Regions from separate parts of the Zea mays genome. Here all the other regions are linked to region 2. A link is a contact called in public Hi-C data. All regions are on one chromosome and are shown on one strand. Each heading gives the region's core, a stretch centred on a gene start, on an enhancer-like site or on the middle of the called end of the contact. The rest is flanking DNA. Distances are from core to core; before and after follow the strand shown.

Region 1 (2,765 bases), core at 49-2,548, 240 kb before region 2:
AAAAAATGATGTGTGCAACATGATTCAAACCCAGGCCAGTCACCTCAACGACGATTGGCCTCTACCTCTACGGCAGAAGTCTGTTTGTGTTATATGAAGAGGTGATATTATAAATATACATACTAATGATTGGAAAGTAAAAAATGCGATGATGTTTGAATAAATATCTCATTTAAACAAGATCTACCTATATAATATGTAGAAACCATAGAAACGTACAGGCAACTAACTAGTATACGTAAATGAAAGAATGCTGCTATGTAAATGTAGAACTTTTGGAAGATAGTTTAGAACTTTATACCAATTTCTGACCATGTTCCAATAAAGGCCATTAAGAATGCACAATTTCATGCTAGAGCAAGTAGGCAGCCAATAATAAGTGTCCAACCAATATGAAACCACAGCAAAACTAGTATAACCAAGTATGAATTAGAAAACCGCATGAATCAGTAGCTCATCGTTGCATCTATTAATACCAGTCCTAAGGTGCCGAAATTGCACATGCCTAGGTGTATATTAGAAACGCAACATTATAGTATGAATAAGAGCAAAACGGTCTTCGTAGTAGTACCTTGACGAAGTTGCCAAGGGTCTTAGTGGAGCCACGGGACGAGGTGAAGACATCCTCAATGCCAGCGAACTGCAGCACCTTCTTGGGCACGCGCGCGGCGACGATGCCAGAACCCCTGGGCGCAGGCACCATGCGCACGGTGACGGACCCGCACTTGCCGGTGACCTTGCAGGGCACGGTGTGTGGCTGCCCAATCTTGTTTCCCCAGTAGCCTCTCCTGACGGGAACAACGGAGAGCTTGGCGAGGATGATGGCGCCGCGGATGGCGGTAGCCACCTCCTTGGCGCACTTGACTCCCAGGCCGACGTGGCCGTCGCAGTCGCCCACGACGACAAAGGCCTTGAAGCGGGTGCGCTGTCCGGCGCGGGTCTGCTTCTGAACGGGCGTGATCTTCATCACCTCGTCCTTGAGCCCCGGCACGAGGGTCTCGATGATCTGGTGCTCCTTGACGGGGAGCGAGTGGAGGTAGATCTCCTCGATCTTGGTGATCCTGTTCTCCTTGACGAGGCGGCCGAGCTTCGTAACGGGGACCCACTTCTCTTCCTCCTGACGCGGGCCGCGACGGCCGCCTCGGCGTCCGCCACGGTCGCCGCGCCCGCCGCGACCGAAGCCGCGGCCAAACCCGCCGCGCTCGCCGCCACGCTCGCCGCCGCGCTCCGCCATGGACGGGTAAAGGGGAGAATGAGGGTGGGATCGCTGCGACGCTCCGGAGGGTGATGGTGGTTTGGGGGCTACGGCGGCGCGAACAGTGGCGGTGCTGGACGGGTGGAGGTGTTTATGTGTCAGGATAGAACTAGGGTTTTCCAGTAGATGTTGCGACGGAGGCCATGGGCTGAAACATGGGCCTGGATCCAGTAAACATTCCAGGATTACAGCCCTAAGGCTCGTTTTCTATAATCGACCTTCGAGTTTTGGTTAACGGGCCATACACAATGCAATCGATCCCACCACACGGTCGGCTCGTCACAGACTCACAGTATCAGTCGAATTTTGTTTAACGGACCATACACAAATCAATCGAATTTAATCGGTTTGTATGAAAGGTTTTTATTAGTTTTTACAATAAAATGTTTTCAATCACTTTCCATTTAAAAATTGTTCCATATTATAGCTCTTATAGCACTATATTCTTATATAAGAACTAATAGATAATTCTGTACTTTAAAGATTAAAATCATTCCTAAAGCAAGTCCTAAATGAACTACATATAGACTACATATGGTGAAAAATCAATATAGCAGGTTCGAACTATTCAGCATGACCAACCCTATGGTCGCGCCAACTATCGAGAAATATTTAGTAGTGAAATTAAGGGGTGGATCGTAAAACCAAGTACGAGAGGTAAATGCAAAAGGGGCACGACGATTTGGACATGTTCAAGCTCTTTCAATGAGACAATACCCTACGTACATTGCACTATGGTGTCTATTTCTATGCAATATGATCAGATGATATGTGCTGGATGGGCGCTATTATTTCTTTTATAGTCCAAGGAGGTGTTGTTGATTAAAAAAGTCTATCTAGTCGCTAGCTAGATAAGGATAGAGTCCGGCCTTACCAGTCCCCTCTTAAAACATGGAGACTTATCTCTATCTTAAATGTGGACTCTCTTATAAGTCGAGATATGTTGTTTTTATAAAGATATCGTTCTTATCATGAATTTACATCTTCCCTTATATCTATCAAGTAGGAAGATCCTTCTCTACCACATGTAGGCCAAGCCGACAAGCCCCTTCGGTATCTGAGTCCGACAGCTTGTTCTCTTGACTTTAATCTGTACTGGTTTCTACTATTTCTACATTGTTTTGTCTTTATGGATTGCAGATGCAGCAGTGCGAATAATTGGCTTTAATCTAAAGTGAATAGCCTACGAGTCCCTCGAGTTGAGTCCGAGTCCATAGGTCCCACAGGTCAATGTCATATTTATTGAAATGTCTTCGGATACCCTTGGTACATATATGTAACATCACTAGAATATGCAGATCCTTAGTGGCCAATTGTTCTATCCTCTCATCAGATATCTCGAAATCCATGGCCTCAAACACTCTCTCCTCATCATCCAGCACATTGGCTTCTCAATCTGCCCCCTCCTTAGGTATGATTGTTAAGGTACTCCAATCCACAAAAACACCTAGCTACTCAATAACATCAGGTCCCTTTGTAAAAGTATCGCTATCACCTAAACCGCTAACAA
Region 2 (2,700 bases), core at 88-2,587:
ATAACATAGAAAATATGATGAACAAATACCTAGAAATGAGGAGCAAGCAAGTAGAAAATGAAGCTGCAAGAGAAAAGGAAGCAAGAGAAAAGGAGACAAGAGAAAAGGAGGCAGCTCAAAGTGAAGATTTCTCCATCAAAAGGTGCATATCAGTTCTGAACACAATGGAAGAAGTGACCAAACTGGAGAATACAAAAGCATATTCAGTCTTCACCAAGAGCAAAGAGAATAGAGAGACTTTCATATGTGCATGTGAAGCGGATCAAGAATCAGCTTTGATTTGGCTAAGAAATGAGATGGCTTAGTAGGTATGATATTTGTGTCTTTACCTTCCACTCAACCATATTCACTTGGGCCTTTATCTTCCAATCTAATTGTTCCATTTGTTTGGACAGGTTTGGGTGATCAATCGATGATGCTTAGCACATCTGGAGGTTTCTTATTTTGAACTGACATGCTTAGTTCTAAAGTGATGTTTCTTCTTAGCACATATGTTCTATCTCTTAGCTGTTGAAGATGTTAGTCTATCAAGATTGTTCTTTGCGTTTGTTGGCAAGACTATAATTTGTTTGTTGCTTTGTTGTTTAAAACTATTTGGTTGGTGATGCTTAGCTGTTGCATCTGTTGAACATGTTGCTTTGCTGGTGCATTTAAAACCATTTGGCTTGTATACTTGATCAAGTATGTTGCTTTGTTTTACTGTTGTTGCAAAGTATGTTGCTTTGTTGGAACAGCAGCCTTTCAACCGTTATCTGTTGCTGCTGGAAAGCATGTCTGTTGCTGCCGAACAGGGCAAAATTGCTGGAGCTAGAAGCGTTTGAGTTGGATTACTTCTTAGGCTGGAAAGAGTGAAAGACCCGGCTACACTAAATCCTGGCCTAGAACAGTTACGGCCCTGGAATTGATCTCATGCTGCCGAACGGGCCCTAAGCATATTCGATTTTTTAAATGAATAACGCGGGTCATCTACAACTAAGGGCTTGTTCGTTTTGGTGATAATCCACATGGATTGGGTGGGATTGAGCCGGTTTAAATCTATAACAAGTCAAAATTCACTCTAATCCCACCCAATACACTCCAATACACATGTAATATCAATAACCGAACAAGGCCTAAAGAGAGACATGTTACGTTTTCTACACGACAATAGGTTTTTTGTACACTACAACTACAAGGTAACACAAAGCGATATAGCCATTCCACATTCCCCACCTGGGGCGCCAAACGGGAGACGGCGGGCAAGGGGAAAAAATCCCCCTCCTAATCACGAGCCGTCCGTGCTCGATCCGACGGCCACAAACAGAGCGGACCCATCGATATCAGACTAGGGGAGGCAGAGGAGCAACCGGCTGCCTGCCTGTCAGTCCTGTCTGGTGTGTGCACCGCGCGTCCGCGCGTCCGCCTGGCTGCCTTCGTCTCGCCCAGAACGCGTAGGCGCAGCAACAAACTAGGAAGCAACACCCAGCTGCCTCGGCGCAACCCGTCCTCTTCTACTCCAGAGGCACCTCGGCATCCGCCGACCGGTTTCCGAGAGGTTTGCTGGAGTGCACCAGCGGTGGGGCAGCAAATCTGTAACTGTACGCACCACTTCTTTCCCGTCCCCATTCTTCTGGGATTTGGGAGCTCTCTTCTCCGGTTTGGATTTCGGAGTCCGTCTCGTCTTGGGGTTGGACTGAGTGCGCTCGTCCTGTGAATCTGGATCCTGGGCACCAGTCGCGTTGGTGTAGCTGGAGCCTGGAGCCGGAAAGGTGTGGCCCTGATTTATCTCTTTGTCGATCTCGTTTTGGCGGATGGGTCGTGCTTGAAGCTGAGCGGTAGATTTCTCCCTCTACCGCCTCGTCGACTCTCTCTTTGGGTTCTCACGGGTGCTTGAGACCAGATATTTAGGTCGATGAACACAAGGGCGACGTTTGGCCTACTCTCATGCGCGCAATCTTGGTGCCTCTTGCCAGTTTTTGGGACTCCGGGGTTAGATTTTTTTGTTCTTGTGTCCCTGATTTCTTTGTAGCGGCCTAGCGGGTGAGTTCTTGAAGAGAAAGATTAGATTTTTTTTGGCTCCGAGACGTAGTAATTTTCTGTTTGCTAATTCTACTGCATGCTCCGTTCCGCCTTCTAGATCGACCGAGGAGTAGGATTCTGCCCTCTGTAAGCGTCCTTGTGCAAAGTTTACGCTTTCACTTAATATGAAGTTCTATTTTTATTTTGATCTCATCCTTGTTCGGGGTAAAGACCGTAAGATAAGAGGGCACTACATGTTTGGATGGGGAGGAAGAGCCTCTCTCTCCTCCTCTCCTTCTTTTTCTGGCCTTCTGGGCGATATAGTTTTCTAATGATTTTTGGGGCAAGGTTTTGATCTGATTTGAGTGCCCAAGTTCACTAAATCCACTGGAACTTCGATCCAAAGTTGCTCTGTTGACTTCATTCACTACCTGGTGCCTAACTACCCGTGTTCACTTCCAGGACACACGATGAATCAGGAGGCGAAGGACTCGAGGCCCTCAAGGTCTCCCAGCGAGCCAAACCTCTTCCTGCAATGGGGCAGCCGGAAGAGGCTGCGATGCGTCAAGACGCGTGACGATGGCTCGCCATCGCCGTCGCCGTCTGAAGGTCTTAGACGCGCCATACCCCGTGCTACTAGGCCCCTCCTTGGAGCTGACATTGCGGCATTCCGGCGCCCTAGCACCTTTAACCGCAGGTGTA
Region 3 (2,700 bases), core at 193-2,692, 200 kb before region 2:
GCATACTGCCCCGCGGGGACAGAGAAGTGAGCCGCGTCGATGAACCGCACCGCCTTGAGCGACTCGATGATCCAGCCGGGCAGCGGCGACGTCGCGTCCTTCTGCTTGGGGGGCAGCAGCACGCCGACCGTCGAGTTCCTGAGCACCTGGGGACCGATCTCGAAGCCGTCGTTCTTGATCAGGTTGTCTGCATGCGGCCAGAGAGATTCGTCATTTAGGTTCTGCAGGCCCCCCGAACCGAAAGAGAAAGGTAAAGGTAGTGAATCCATCAGTGATACCTTTGGTCGGGTACGGCGCGGGCAGCTCCTTGATGGCGACGGCGTCCAGCAGCGGGCCGCACGCGGGGTCCTCCTGCACGCCGGGGTTGGCGAACGTGACCTGCGCGACGGGGGAGGAGGCGCGGAAGCCCCAGGCCCAGGTGTCGGCGGACGCGCCGCTGTAGAGCGTGCGCACGGCGACGTCGGCGGGCGCCGAGAGCGACGGCGCCACCGCCACGCGCAGGGCCTCGTCCTGCGCGCACGTCCGCGTCGCCGCGAACGTGAGCGCGTACAGCGCCCCCGGCCGCACCGTCACGTTCTGCGACGCCGACGCGCGGCTGCCGAGGCGCAGCGCGTGCACGCCGTGCGGCACCGCGAAGAACATGCCCCCGGGCTGGGGACCGCCCGAGACGTACTCCACGTGCCCCTGCACCGTCCACCCCGGCAGCGAGTGGCGCCCCACGATGAGGGTCTTGTTCAGCCTCCGCGGCGCCGTCTCGAAGTTGCCGTTGATGAGCATGCCTGCGCGTGTGCCACCACCACGGGTGCGTCAGCAAAAATCTGAGCTTTTGATGTCTGTCCGACGCGTATACTATTCTATTACAGCGCATTTGACGGGACATTGCTGGAACAAGATAATCAACAGCGTTCTTGGACAGGAAACCGCAAATGTGAACTGATTATGGACGGTGAAAAGTAACAGAGTGATGAAAAGAATAGCACTAGACCAGATTCACTGTCCTGCACGGATGACAGACATCTGTAGGGGTAATAAAAATGAGGCCGCTGTTTCTTCGTTTTCCTCCACGGAGATCGATCAAGCATGGACTACTACTCTAAACGCACTGCGCTGCGCTTGACAGAACAGCATGCAGATCTAAAAAGAATCCAGACGAAATGACCCCGAGCACCAGGAATGGGATAGTGGATGGAAGATTGGCACAGAAAAAAAACAGCGCGGTGATGGTGAAATCAATGAGAGGCAAGCACAGCAGCCAGCAGTGTTACCTTCGGCGTCTTGAGCATGACGAGGAGGAGGAACAGGCAGTGGGGGCGGAGCGGTGACGGCGAGCGTGGCAGCAGCCGACGACGAGGACGGGGACGAGACGGAGAGGACCAGCAGCAGCGGCAGCAGCATTCCCCACGGGAGCTCCATTGCCAAGCTCTGCCTCTCTTTCGGTTTCGCTTCCCCCTTGGCTTCTTCCCCGGGAGCTGCACCTGCCTTTATTAAGGCTTTAACAAAAACGGACGAGGAATGTTCACTGGAGACCCCCCCTTCGTTTCGATATTTACAAATCACCCCCTTGTTCATATACTATGGTTTTTGGACGATGACAAAGGTCAAAGGGAGACTATCCTGAGTGAAGTGAACACGGACAGCTGATGCACAGCACACTGTGGGGTAAAGTAAAGATGGCCCTTTTCGTCCTGTCGCACGGCGTGAAGAGCGTCATTTACCGCCGCGTCGCCGCACCCACTTCACTCCGTGAAGTGAAGTGAAGGCAGCAGGACACGGTGGACGGTTGTGGTGGTGGGTGGGTAGGTGGGTCGCCGCTGCCGGCTGCCCACCAGTAAAAAAAACACTGGCATTAATCTTCACTGGCCCGTGCAACGGAAAACTCGCGGCTGTGGCGTGGTCCATCGTAAAAGCAGGGAGCGTGGCAGCTCATCGTTTGGAGGTTGGAAGTGAGTTTGCTTGCGCGGGCTGTACGCGGATTCGCGATCACGACGGACAGGCTGCGTACGTTACGGTGCTGTACGCGGCTACAGAACGGACCACAGTGCATTGCGACGGGCTGGGCTGGGCTGGGCTGGGCACAGGCTCGCTACGTCGTGCAGGACACTGTGTCTGTAGTCTGTACCGAGCGAGTAGTAGTAGTAGTAGGCCCTACCGCATTGCATGATTTCGTCCGGCCGGCCGGTCATGTTTCCCGCCATTTCTGCCTTGGATGCCCTTGGGTGCGGGAAAGTGCGCGCGCGCGGGGGCGCCGCGTTGTGTTGTGGGGTCGCGTCGGCGGCGAGCGGCAGGCTGCCGGCTGCGTCCCCTCTTTGCCATTGCTATTGGGCAGCAGGGATACCGAGACGAGTGATGAGGCGGGTCGCGCGCGGGACAGAGCTCAGAGGTGGCGGTGCCAGTGGGGGCCACCGCCTGAGTCCGGAGGCGCGGAAAAGGACACGGCACGCGCAGCGGGAACAGGGGTCGTCATGCACGTTCCCCGCGACAGGAGGCAGAAGGACCCCGGCGCGCATGCCGCGTCCGCATGGGCGCGCGCCGTGGCTTCACGTCACTCCCCCGTCTCGCTGCCTCATTCGCGCCCCCCCGCGGGCAAGCGCCCGTGACGGTCATGTGACCCCCCTGCGTTCCTGCGCCCTTCGCGGCCCGGTTCGTGACCTCTCTCGATCGTCCTCTCCCCGCGGCCTGCTGCCGGCCGGACATGGCCCA

What was found. Hi-C and Micro-C count contacts between places; a contact is called where the count stands out from the background.
Region 1: a Hi-C map of ear shows a contact between it and region 2, with 2.5 times the contacts expected there. The contact joins the promoter of LOC100383062 here to the promoter of LOC100193385 in region 2. A contact is called at or near these places in 5 of 25 Hi-C or Micro-C datasets (bundle sheath, ear, endosperm and 2 more).
Region 3: a contact with region 2 is called in a Hi-C map of ear, with 2.7 times the contacts expected there. The contact joins the promoter of LOC100277106 here to the promoter of LOC100193385 in region 2. A contact is called at or near these places in 3 of 25 Hi-C or Micro-C datasets (bundle sheath, ear and tassel).

What each region holds. Positions count from the first base shown.
Region 1 is chr1:297,565,745-297,568,509 of Zm-B73-REFERENCE-NAM-5.0, reverse strand. LOC100383062 (40S ribosomal protein S2-1) reads right to left here and starts at 1,298. Exons shown (of 2, transcript NM_001175738.1): 1 at 572-1,298. The coding sequence starts at 1,234.
Region 2 is chr1:297,329,852-297,332,551 of Zm-B73-REFERENCE-NAM-5.0, reverse strand. LOC100193385 reads left to right here and starts at 1,337. Exons shown (of 5, transcript NM_001349833.1): 1 at 1,337-1,577; 2 at 2,461-2,695. The coding sequence starts at 2,469. LOC103644212 (a long non-coding RNA gene) reads left to right here. Exons shown (of 3, transcript XR_561533.2): 2 at 233-308; 3 at 396-513.
Region 3 is chr1:297,534,514-297,537,213 of Zm-B73-REFERENCE-NAM-5.0, reverse strand. It overlaps LOC100277106, which reads right to left and starts at 1,442. Exons shown (of 3, transcript NM_001150767.2): 1 at 1,266-1,442; 2 at 279-779; 3 at 1-187. The coding sequence starts at 1,413.